Linked DNA regions of Mus musculus: all the other regions are linked to region 3. Evidence: chromatin contacts called from public Hi-C data. All regions are on one chromosome and are shown on one strand. Each heading gives the region's core, a stretch centred on a gene start, on an enhancer-like site or on the middle of the called end of the contact. The rest is flanking DNA. Distances are from core to core; before and after follow the strand shown.

Region 1 (4,230 bases), core at 320-2,819, 200 kb before region 3:
ATGATGTCCTATTGACAATATATACCCCCCCCCCCCCCGCTTTTTGGTTTTCCTTGAGACAGGGTCTGAATATGTAGCTCTGGCTGTCCTGGAACTCACAGAGATCTGTCTGCTTCTGCCTCCCAAAGGCTAGGATTAAAGATGTGTGCCTCAACACCCAGAAAATTCTGTGTGTGTGTGTGTGTGTGTGTGTGTGTATTTTTTTTCTTCATGTGAGAAAAATGCTAACTGATTTCTATGGTATGCCTCATGAACATGTATACTCTGACCTCATTATGAAGGGTAAAGCAGATAAATGCCTATAAATGGACACTCTGCAAAATACAGGCATGCTATACTCCAGATAGTCAGGGTCATCAGGCATATGTAACTCTAAAGCATTGTCAAAGCCAAGAAGATCCCAGGAGAAAGGCTACTAAATGTATTGCAGGACCTTCGAAAAGAACCTGGAACAGAAAAAATATTAGGTAAAACTAAGGAAATCTAAAGGAAGTAGAAATTTTAGTTAACAATAACGGTAATTCTAACAAATATACTATACCAATGCTAGCTGTTAGTGGGAAGTGAGGTAGGCTATGTGTATGCTCTCAATATTAACTTTAAAACTCCAAAGCTGCTCTAATGTAATCACTCTGGGAAGGTGGGAAAAGACAGTCTCATGTTCTGGCCCAAGCTAGCATCTGACTCATTCTACACTAATTCCTTCTATTTCTACCTCCTGGGGTGTCAGGCATGAACCACCACACCTATAAAAGGCCTGTGTTTATTGTTTAATTCTAGCAGATTTTTTGTAGTAGTTTGCATAACTATATGAAGAAGCTGAACAAATAAAACCTACCCTCCCCCAATAAGAGGACTGCTGTCATATTCACACTTACTATAAAACCAAAGTATTCAGTACACCATAATTCCAGTGCTGTCAGCAAATAAAGCACGGCATCAAAGACACACATGTACGTGTGTGTGTGTGTGTGTGTGTGTAGTCAGCTCACTTCTCATTACGGCACAGATGTGCTTCAGTTCCACCATATAAATCTCCTCAATCTCCTTATGCCACTGAGAGGAGCCAGAGCTAACTCTCACCAATAAAAAACGAACTGCAAAAGAACCACAGACCTAATGATATTACACCCAAGACAACAATAAAGTGTCTAAAAGAAAACCCATGAGAAATTATTTTGACTTTGATTCAGGTAAAAATTTCATAGCTAGAACACCTAAAGCATAAGTCATAAAAGGAAAAAAAACTGCGGAAAATGGACTAGACAAAAAAGAAAATTCATACTACTTTAAGAACACTTAGGAATTGAAAGGATAAGCCACAGACTGAGAAGGTATGCTTGCCAATCATATCAGGCATATTAAATGTAGAATAGACAAAAAAAAAACCCACCCAACAAAAAAAATGAACAAAAAATCTGAGCAAACACTTCATCAGAGAGAAAACAAAAACGAAAGCAAGAAAAGCAGCAGAGCAAATGAAGAGATCCACTCAGCCTACATGTCAGTGCCACCAGTCACTAGGAAAACAAACCTATAAACACGGTACCATCACACACCTATGAAAATAGCTAAAATTTTAAAAAGACTGACTGCAACAAGTGCCAATGAGTGAGGTCACTGGACCTGGAAGACTACAAAGGGGAGAATGAACATAAAACGATGTAACCCCTTTGGAAAACGGCTGTGAGTTTCTTAAGAACTTAAATAAATAGCTATAAATGACAAAATTCTTTTACTCTTAGATATTCACTCCAAAGTAAAGAAAGCAAATATGCATATTCTGATAGAAATATTCCTATAAGACTTATTCAAAAGACCAGAGAAATTTGGAAACAACTCAAATCCTCATCACCAGGTAAGGGGACAAGCTGTGGTCCATACAAACATGGGAAGCTACTTTGCAATACAAACTAATGAATCACTGATGACTGTCTAAGTACACTATACTGACTCATACAAGTGAGACTGAAAGAAAAGCATCTATTATTTACTTTATCTGCACAATGCTAGAGGTGTAAATGAATGTATAATTCAGAAAGCACAGTGCTGGGTCTTCCTGGTGGGAAACTGAGAGGTCAGAAGGAAAAAGCACAAGTCAGAGCAGGGAACTTTCCAAGTCTACAGGCCGCTTGTTATCTTGGCTATGCTCACAAAAGCTCACCGTCCCTAGCCTTTCATCATGCGGGTAAAGATAGGATATGATAGGTTATGTTACGCTATGTTCCGTTATGTTTTGTAAAGCTACTCAAAGCTGTTTCAAAGAAAATCAAATTCATTCTATCTTGAACTCACATGTAGGTTGACTGGATCTTTTCATTTATATAAGGAAACATTATGACATCCTTGTAACTTGATTTTTACTATAGATTGAACATGCTTTATCATCTTAGAAATTGATTCAATTATTTCTCACAATGCTAAAACAAAAAAGACAGCAAAACAATAAGGATCACAATGTGATAGACTCACTTGAAAGATTACGCAATAGTTAAATGAATCACAACAATTATACCAATTCTCAGTTTCCTTAAAAAAGTTATAGCCCAGTTATGCACACCTTCGCTAGGTGGTATAAATACATTAAAGCATACTGGCTTCAGTCTCATTTAAGCTTTCAGAAAATATGCTTAACTCGGAACCTTGTTCTCAGCTCACTATTAATAAGTAAGCCACACACACAAAGGGGTGAGGGGAGTCTGTGCAGGTATAGTTATAGGAATAACAAGAATCATGTAAGTAAACACCTCAGATAGATTCACCCAGGCGAATCTTCTCAAGCTAAAAATGTAGTTAATTACTAATAATGTGTGTTTTATATGCATGTCTATGCACATGTTTATGGATGCATTTAACTGTATGTGCGCATGTGGAGGTCAAAAGTCAACACTAGGGACCTTGTTCTACCATTCACCACCATATTTTTTTTCCAGGAAAGGTAAATCTCTATTTTAACATAACAGTGTGTACACTCTTACAAGAGGGCAACACACAGTATTTTGCTATAACAACACTGTTTTAGGTCACTGTGGTAATAAAATCATAACAGCTTTAAGCTTTGATTCAGATAATATTTAGATATGAGTTTATACTATAGATAGATAGATAGATAGATAGATAATAGACTGATAGGCTGACATACACCCATACATTTAACTCATCTAATTGCTTTACCAAGTTATTTATATGACTCTAAGTATTACTCTGCTTAACACTTAAAGTTATATAAAAAACAAAACCCATTTTGATTTATAAAAGAATGCTAGAATAAATGTTTAGCTACTGTAACTACAAAGTGAGCCTACTCCCTTAGCGTAGTTGTGATGTTTAATGCCTGCATATCTATTAAGGCATTACAGTATTTCTTGACACACAAAAGGAGCTTGTTAACTTGGATTCTGTATGGTTGAAGTATTTCTCAAATATGCCTTCTTTTTATTTTATTTGCTATTTAAGACAAATTTTAATTTAAATATATTTTGATCATATTCTTCCCCTCACCCAAGTTCTTCCAGGTCCTCTTCCCCTCCCTATCTACCCAACTTAAGATCTTTCTCAAAAAATGAACAAGAACGCAATACTACAAAATCCCCCAAAATGAAGAAAACAAATTAAAACATCCCCCCAAACCAAAACAACAAACAAAACCAACAAAACACACAACAACAACAAAAATCCATGCTGTACCAAATAAAAGGACACACAAAAAACTGTCCTGTGTTACTTTTTGAGAAAAGGTCTCTCAATGACCTGAAACTCACTGCTTGGCTAGACTGCCTGCCCAGTGACCACCACAGTCCAGGATGGCTGTCATTCCACAAAAATTGGGAACAAGAAGGGCAATCGTATACCCTGTTAAAGGAATATATATCAACATTTACTATAAGAACTTGATATCATTTCTAGATGCTATAAGCAAGTGTATGTACATGCAGAATTCTGGAATAAAGAAAACCATATAAAGTGAACAATTAATTGGATTGGTCCTTTTTAACTGATGCTCATGAACCTAAATATGAGTCTCTTATGATTATAGAGAAGATGGCAGTCATCTCTTGAGACATATTAAAAGCAATTTATAATTTACAATGTACCAAATTTTGATATCACAAAAGGAGTAAAAGATAGTAGTAAAAGCTAGACATTATTATTTGTATATTTGGAATTCTGGTTTCATACCACATCTTGACCCAGAAATGCAAAAAAAAAAAAAAAAAAAAAAAAAAAAAA
Region 2 (4,340 bases), core at 1,113-3,612, 180 kb before region 3:
GTATATTTAAGAAAGCAAATAAAATATAAAGGATTTAGCAGTGTCAAAGTGGCAACAAAATACCCTTTATTATCAGTGCTACATCATCATCATCATCATGAGGAGGAGGGTCTTTCATGCCATATTGTCATTCAATATCCAAACACATACAATCACTGCAGACAATCATCAATATATCTAATGCAACCTTTATAGAATGTTTTGTAGACTAGCCTGACATGGTGTTACAGGCTCATAATATTTCCAGTGCAGAGGTGAGGTGAGAGCATAGATAGTTTAAAGACAGTCAGGGTTACAAACTGCCTAGACAGCCTAGACAGCTTAGCAAAAACCTATCATCCCTCCCTTCCTTCCTCCCTCCCAAAAAAAAGGCAAAAAGGGGTGGGATCTGTTTATAATGACATTCAAACTATCTTCCTGTAGAAGGAACATTATTAATGGTAGATAGTGTGATCCCAGACTGACAACATATAAAGTACATTAATTATCTTTAATTTTGTCTTGGGCTCTGGGCAAAATACAGAGGGAAATCAAAGAAAACTTTGCTTTCTCTTTCTTAGGAGCATGGCTGGTACTCAGGCAAGGCTTTCAAATGCTCAAACTTTTGATTTCTTTTTTTCATTTTGTCCTCTGCAGTCCCAATCTAGAACCTAATGCCTTTCTTAGGCCCTGTATGTCCCTACAACGGGGTAGCCCTAGATCCTCCAATTCCTCCTGCCACTATGAATCCTATTATGCTCCCTGATCTTAAGCCACAACCTCAATGTGCCACAAGAAAAACTTCCTGACTTCAAGAAGATATAAGAGGGAGAAATGGGGGGTTGCCGCCGCCGCTGCCGCCATCGTGCCAGCCCCACGGGTCTCAGAGGTGGGTGACTCCAGGATGGGAGACAAGCCAGTTTGGGAGCAGACTGGATCCAGCTTTATTCAGCATTACTACCAGTTATTTGATAACGACAGAACCCAACTAGGCACAATTTATATTGATGCATCATGCCTTACGTGGGAAGGACAGCAGTTCCAGGGGAAAGCTGCCATTGTGAAGAAGCTATCTAGCCTTCCGTTCCAGAAAATTCAGCATAGCATCACGGCGCAGGACCACCAGCCTACACCAGATAGCTGCATCATCAGCATGCTCCAAATATCATACACAAACGAGCAGGGCCGAGGCGGGAGCGGGTGCAGGGCACTTCTGTCACCACGGTGTTGTGCATGATGTTTGGATGCTAGACTAGTAGCATCTGACAGGAAGTTTGTGTTGTACCAGCGCATGCCTTGGAAAGACTTAAGTAATGCAAACGATGGTCGGGTTTTGTTTTTGTTTTATTTTTTATTTTGTTTTGTTTTTTAATCTACTGACAAGTTGCTCTAGTAACTCAAAGAAGTTAAGGAGAAAGCAGCTGCCTCACCAACCGCCCAGATATTGATTTGTTCAGATGTTTCAATGCCTCATGATACAATAAAACCACAAAAATTTTCTTAACAAAAAAAAAAAAAAAGGGAGAAATGGAATTGTATGGTTTTATTTGATAAACACCTAGGTTTAGTTACTTCATTATTGATATTTTTTAAAAAACATTTATAAAATGATTTTTCTTAAGCAATATATAAAATAGTTCTTTTTAAAACAGACTAAGGATTATTTACTTATTGTGTCTTTCTTCAAATTTGTGTATTCTAATTACCAATAGAAATTATCTTTATATATTTTATCCTCATAATTTCCTTTTAAAAAAAGAAAAAGACTAACACAGAACACTACCATTTCTTCAGCATGGCTTAATGAAAGCAGAATCAGGCTCCCTGAGATGAGAACTTGGAAGAGTACAGAAAACCAGGGCTAACTCAGGGCCTAGAAATAACAAACTCCAAGGACTCTCAGAACTTGACAGGCTAGGAAAGATCGTCTACAATCTTACTAACCTCTCAATTTTTGATTCTCTCTTTAATGATCTCTCTTCTATTTATTTGATTTATTTATTATTTATTTGATTCTCTCATCTGTCTTTGTGCATGGCTAAAGACTCACAACCTACCAGCAAAGCACTCAAGTCTACAGATGTGCCTCTCTTTGTCTCTAAACAAATCTTCTAAGTACATTTTCAGACCTAGCAATTGAAAGCACCAGACTACAAAACAAAACAAAAATTCCCTTCAACAGTCAGAGACAAAAATCTACGTTACACAGACAAAATTCTCCATATCTAATTAAGGCATAAAACCACAGTGTCTCAGAAAAGCAGACCTAGACTTCCTGTTTCATAAGACATGATTCTGACAGCAGAGACACGTGTCCTTGCTTTGGCATCAGTGAACACTGCCACAGAGGACAAGAGAAGGAAGGCTTATGCAGCCTCTCTAACTCTAGTATTTCACTCAAGAAAACAAGGCTATTTCTAAACCCTGAGGTCATCTGAGGCGCTGACATACTTTGCATTCTTGGGGTTTTTTTTTTGTTTTGTTTTGTTTTTTTGTTTTCAGCAATTCTAAAGGATTGCCAGACTGCAGTTAGTCTCATTATGAATTTAACCAGACCATATCTTCTTAGCAGAAAATTCCAGAAAAAATTAAGTAACAGACTTACTTTTACAATTCCAATTATCTATAAAATGTTATTTTATATCATTTAATGACTTATAAACTCACTAATAGTTTATAAAAGATTGTGACACTGTTAATCTATTTACAACTTAGAACAAAAGGTTCTCCCTTCCCTCCATTCTCTAAAAAGCTTAAGATTCTATAACCATTTTTTTAAATTTTGTACATCTTTTACTTAAATCATGAATGTAACTAACTCACTTGTATCAATTAGCACTGTTAACAAAAGCATTTTCCATCATGTTACAGATCAACAGGTCATGTGGAGGCATCAATCAAACACTAGCCTTTTTTTTTTAAGTCTGCTGTTATAAAGACTTCAAAAACATAAATTTCAGGTACAGACAAGAACACTGCAGAAGATCTAAATAGGTATTTTAGAATATGTACAGTTTACATAATTTATCACTAAGTTAGCATGATATACAAATATTAGCAGTAGTTACCATTGGGTTTGAAAAGTGCTTCAAATACAGCAATGTTAAGATTACATTCTTTCATCTCTGAGTCCAGCTCATTTTAGACTATCTACACTCTGAAACACTTCTTCAGACATTCAAAACACAGGACTAAGAGGTTTAATCCTCCAACACAGTAATGCCAAATAAGATATGGAAAGGATCCTATGAACAGCACACTGCAAGGTACAGTGTAAAGATGACCAAGGTTATCTGTCAGGTCCCATAGGCTTTAAGTCACAGCGCCAGAATCTGAACCCGCACAATGTGACTGTGAAGCCGTATGGCCATCACAACTCTGTCTTCTATAAATGGGGGTTCAGGTTCTACTGCTTGTACTATCCGACTAAAAAAAAAAAATGAGACTAATTATTCTCTACTACTTCTCATTCCCAACACAGATGCTCCTATGAGAAATGTACAATTCGTTACCATGTAGGACACAAGGAACTAGCTTGACAACCTTTGAGGAAAGGGTAGTGGAACTCTTCTAGAACTTGAAATAGCCAAGAAGAAGTGTAATCACTTACCATTTCCAGGAACACTGAGCTTGTATCAGAAATTGTAATTACATCTGCAGCTATAATCCCTAAACTAAAATTAGTAATTTGGAATTTAAAAAATTATTTTACAAAGCCTTATCAATGCCAATAATCTTCATTCAAAAGAGCTGTGTGCAGCACAGCAATGCAGGACCTACTACCATGCACAGCACAGCAATGCAGGACCTACTACCATGCACAATAGACTTGTTCAGAAAGGGATGGTCCTGGATCCAGTCTTGGCTGATCTCTCTCATGCTTAACCTGTTCGACACAAGAGACACACTGCTAAAATAAAACATAGCTAAACAAATAACGTGCAGGCTTGTACTTTCACTCTGCCTTCCCCCTATATCTTGTACTTAGTGAACACATCAATAACAAGTGGGGTGATTAATAATGCCCATATTGCATATATACATGCAAATGCACTCAACACTAGAACATGGTTTCTAGTCTTAAAACTTATTATACCAATTAATATACATGAAATCTAGGAACACAGGTAGTTGTAAACAATTCATTACATTGACTTTTAGTAAATATATTAAGTCTCTTCCCAGTAATAACATTTATTTTTATAGCAAAAAACTATGAATAACAAGGAAATGTTAGATAAATAAATCATTATTTATATTAGCTGTACTACCCAATTTAAATCTGTGCTTTTGATGCTCCAAATATATTATCAAGAATATGATTTGAAAGAAGAAAATTATTTACTTATGACAAAGGAAGC
Region 3 (4,132 bases), core at 682-3,181:
GCCATCAGTTTCTTCTTTCTCTCAAGGAGAAAACCTTAATCCCAGAGGTTTGTAAACAACTAGACACACAGATGTTTTTTTCTGAGTATTTAATAAACATTTTTGGGGTTTTGCCTGATGTTCTGATACAGGGCAGATTGTTCATTAAGGTTCAGGGAAGAGAACCTGGTCCCCAGGGAGGACCTGGAGGAGGGTGATCAGTCTCATGTCCCCAGTCTTGCCTTGCCTTGCCTTGCCCTGCCTTCCTTTGCCTTCCTTTGCCTTGCCTTGCCTTCCTTTGCCTTGCCTTGCCTTCCTTTGCCTTGCCTTGCCTTCCTTTGCCTTGCCTTGCCTTGCCTTGCCTTGCCTTGCCTTGCCTTGCCTTCCTTCCTTTCCCTCCTCTCTCTCTCCTCCCTCCCTCCCTTTCTCTCTCTTTCTTTTGTTTTTTTTTTTTTTTCTTCAAGACGTGGTCTCTCTACAAAGGCTGTCCTGAAACAGATCCACTTGCCTCTGTCTCCTGAGTGCTCTGGTGTTTGGCCTTTTTTTTTTTTTTCTTTTTTTTAATTATTTAAGCTGGGTGTGGTGGTGCATGCCTTTAAATCCAGCACTTGGGAGGCAGAGACTGGCAGGTCTCTATGAGTTTGAGGCCAGCCTGGTCTGCAAATAGAGTCCAGGACAGGGCTCTGTCATATAGAAAAACTCTGTCTTGAAAAACCAATCTATATATATTCCCAGTAGCCCAGGCTGGCCTCTAGCATATAATCAGTTGTCTTCTAACTCCAAAGCCCTGGGATTACAGGTTTGTACCACCATAGCTGGCTGAAGTCTTACTGACCATTCTTTTATTGCTGTTTCTATAGAATACAATTTCCCTTTGCATTCCTGTCTTTCTTCATTCACATTAAGCTATACATTATGGGTGGCACCTGAAGGAAGATAGAGGAAACAGGCACCAGTGATATGGAAGCTGCGTTTTATTCAGTTTGGTAGGAGTCGTTCCCAGCTCAGTACCCAGCTCCCAGGCAGTCCCTCACCAGGGCTTTCTGAATGGACGAAAGAGTAACATTTGGAGACACAAGACCCAGTGGATTATGGGAACATGTCTTGTGGCTTATCTGGATTCCTGCAATACCCATTTGTGTCTCCCCCACTGTTATATTTCCCCTTTCCAGTGTAAACTCCACACAGAAGAGTCAGGATGAGCCATGGACCATATTATGCCTTGGGTCATACTAACTTCCTTTAAGTTTCCCAGTAACTTCCCTTTACATTAGAATTAGGGGTAAACTTCTCAGAAGGTATTGTATGATCTCTTTCTTTCTTTCTTTCTTTTTTTTTTAAATATTTTTTCTTTTTTTTAAGATTTATTTATTTATTTATTTATTTATTTATTTATTTATTTAATGAAAGTACACTGTAGCTGTCTTCAGACACTCCAGAAGAGGGCACCAGATCTTGTTAAGGATGGTTGTGAGCCACCATGTGGTTGCTGGGATTTGAACTCAGGACCTTCGGAAGAGCAGTCAGTGCTCTTAACCGCTGAGCCATCTCTCCAGCCCGTATGATCTCTTTCTTATCTTATTTCATGCTCCACTTGAGCCCAGTGAGAACAGGCTGGCCTTGAACTCACCGAGACCTGCCTGCCTTTGCTTCAATTAAAGGTGCACATCACCATGCCTGCCAAACTTTCTACAAGTGCTTTAAATAGGTTGAAGTCCTCCACTCCACGAGGACTTTACAGGCCCACGTGTCCTCTAACTCTTGTGATCACTCTGCTCTCTCCTGCCCCAGTTGAAGGGTTAACCTCCCAGAACGGCCTTTTCTCTAAGGTCTAAGTATAGCAGCTCCGGGTAGAGGCGATCCTGAAACCATAATCCAAACTAGATAGGACAGGGAGCTGGCTCTCGCTGTTACCCGTCAGGCAGTCTGCTGAAGCCTAAGATGTTCTCTGTGTTGATGTCATCCTCAGGTTGGCTGCAAGCCTGCTGAAGCAGTTCCAGGCACTGCATCGGGTTACAGCTGCATCCAGAGGGACAAAAAAATCTTGCTCTTCCTTGTGTGCTCTCCTGAGGGAAGAAGCCGTTCCAGAACTCCCCTCTCTAGCAGACTTTTCATGTCTCCATGGCTAGAATGGAGTCACATACAAATTTCTACCGTGGTGGGGAGGGGGTTGTTATTGATCCTGACTATAGGTTCCGGTTCCATTTCATGTGTTGGGTACATCGGGCAGTTTTGCAATCTAGAGATTTCTCAGAGTGATCTTTTAGCTTTAAACCACTGGAACCAACTATAGAGTGCAATACTTATCAAAATTACTAAATTTGTGGCATATTAATATATGATGTCTTCTTGATTACAACTAGATTTTTTTTTTCCCAAGACAGGGTTTCTCTGAGCAGCCCTGGCTGTTCTGGAACTCACTCTGTAGACCAAGCTGTCCTTGAACTCAGAGATCTGCCTGCTTCTGCCTTCTGAATGCTGAGAGTCAAGGTATCCCCCACCCCTGCCCAGCACAATTAGATTTGAATAATACTGGTTGGATTAATAAGCATTAAGAATTATTTTAAGGGGCTGGAGAGATGGCTCAGTGGGTAAGAGCACTGATTGCTCTTCCAGAGGTCCTGAGTTCAATTCCCAGCAACCACATGGTGGCTCACAACCACCCGTGATAAGATCTGACGCCCTCTTCTGGTGCATCTGAAGACAGCTACAGTGTACTTATAATAAATAAATAAATAAATAAATAAATAAATAAATAAATCTTTTAAAAAGGTTACTTTAAGAGAGTGATAGGCATAAATAATGTTTTGAGATAGTTTTTAAACAACTATAATGTGGGTCTAGAGTGATGGCTCAGAGTTTAAGAGCACTGGCTGCTCTTCTAGGAGTCCTGAGTTCAATTTCCAGCAACCACATGGTGGCTCACAAACATCTGTAATGGGATCTAATGCCCTCTTCTGGTATGTCTGAAGACAGCTACAGTGTTACTCATGTACATGAAAGAAATATATATTAAAAATATATAATGTGACTTGAATATATCTGCAACTTATGTCAGTGGCAAAGGTACAAGCTTTTTGCACTTGGTTTGCTGGCTTTAGCAATAGAAAAAATGTTATGTTTTGGGGAGAAGTTACTTAAAATATGCATGGAGTTTCCCTCTCATTTGATACATGGATACTCTGACCTTCATCCTGGGTTCCAGTGCCTGGTCTAGATGAGTTGATGTTCGAGGAATGATGGGGCCTGGTGGTACAGGCTTATAATCCTGGCTACTTGGGGTACTGAGGAAGGACCTCAAACTCAAAGCCTACTCTAGCAACTTGCTGAGAGACTCTGTCTCAAAATAGAGAATAAAAAGAGGACTGAGATAGAGTTCTTACCTAACAGGCAAGAGGCCCTAGGTTCAATTCCCAGTGCAACAAAAATAAATTAAAAAATATCTAATTATGTGGCATATAAGCATACTGTTTGACCTATAGTAGGTACTCAATAAATTATAGCTTGATATATAGACACAAGGAGAAATCTTGAAAGTAAGAAACCCAAAATATTTAAATCAATGCACTGGGAAAAACTAGGAATGAGGTTTCAGGGGCTTATTAACACAGTTTCTCCTATGAACTTCTGAGTGGTTTGAGCAAAGGCACAGGAGTAGGGTCAACCTGATAGATGAACTTGGAAGAGCGTATCACAAATACCCACAATCACCCGGCCTTACGAAGGCTCTGTCCAGAGGAGCTCTCTTTTAATGCCATGTGTCAGGATCACTGGGAGCTATATTCCTGGACGATGGCTGGCTCTGTGTTATGTCACTGGTGCTGGGTAGTCCAGGATAAAGGCTTGGCTCTCCATCCTATGGTGTGACCACACTGGCGCAATGCTGACGTTCTGGCTCATCCCGGTAATTTTAGTTCTTTGCTCTCTTCTCTCGAGAAGGATGCAATTTTAGGACCATTAAGATAACATACTTTGGTCAAATAGATAAAAGGTCATTTTTACCCACAAGATGGGTGGGGATGCCTTTGTTCATATGTATATGTGGATTTGTAAGAAAAAGAAAGAGATGGTTTCTGTGTCCCGAAGACTATTCTAGTGCGGTCCTTCAATAAAGGGAGCCAATTTCCATGGTTTAGTCATTCGACAGCACCGT

The links. Hi-C and Micro-C count contacts between places; a contact is called where the count stands out from the background.
Region 1: a contact with region 3 is called in a Hi-C map of muscle stem cells, with 2.6 times the contacts expected there. The contact joins two enhancer-like sites. A contact is called at or near these places in 8 of 484 Hi-C or Micro-C datasets (embryonic stem cells, muscle stem cells, nephron progenitors and 1 more) and 1 of 9 other capture datasets (embryonic stem cells).
Region 2: a contact with region 3 is called in a Hi-C map of the C2C12 cell line, with 3 times the contacts expected there. The contact joins two enhancer-like sites. A contact is called at or near these places in 9 of 484 Hi-C or Micro-C datasets (the C2C12 cell line, embryonic stem cells, liver and 3 more), 4 of 115 datasets of contacts at active chromatin or transcription factors (acute myeloid leukemia, bone marrow-derived dendritic cells, embryonic stem cells and 1 more) and 1 of 9 other capture datasets (embryonic stem cells).

Annotation. Positions count from the first base shown.
Region 1 is chr12:73,226,885-73,231,114 of GRCm38.p6, reverse strand. All of the region lies in intron 7 of Mnat1 (menage a trois 1), which reads right to left. Among named protein-coding and RNA genes, the nearest start is that of Trmt5, 58 kb to the left of the region's middle. Within about 2 kb of position 1,569, at least 24 of the 459 cell types and tissues checked have an H3K27ac peak or open chromatin away from gene starts, as enhancers often do. A contact at or near this core is called in muscle stem cells, where this site is marked.
Region 2 is chr12:73,199,768-73,204,107 of GRCm38.p6, reverse strand. All of the region lies in intron 6 of Mnat1 (menage a trois 1), which reads right to left. It also overlaps the pseudogene Gm51250. Among named protein-coding and RNA genes, the nearest start is that of Gm23910, 56 kb to the right of the region's middle. Within about 2 kb of position 2,362, at least 124 of the 459 cell types and tissues checked have an H3K27ac peak or open chromatin away from gene starts, as enhancers often do. A contact at or near this core is called in the C2C12 cell line and muscle stem cells, where this site is marked.
Region 3 is chr12:73,023,475-73,027,606 of GRCm38.p6, reverse strand. No RefSeq gene overlaps it. Among named protein-coding and RNA genes, the nearest start is that of Gm51264, 20 kb to the left of the region's middle. Within about 2 kb of position 1,931, at least 40 of the 459 cell types and tissues checked have an H3K27ac peak or open chromatin away from gene starts, as enhancers often do. A contact at or near this core is called in the C2C12 cell line and muscle stem cells, where this site is marked.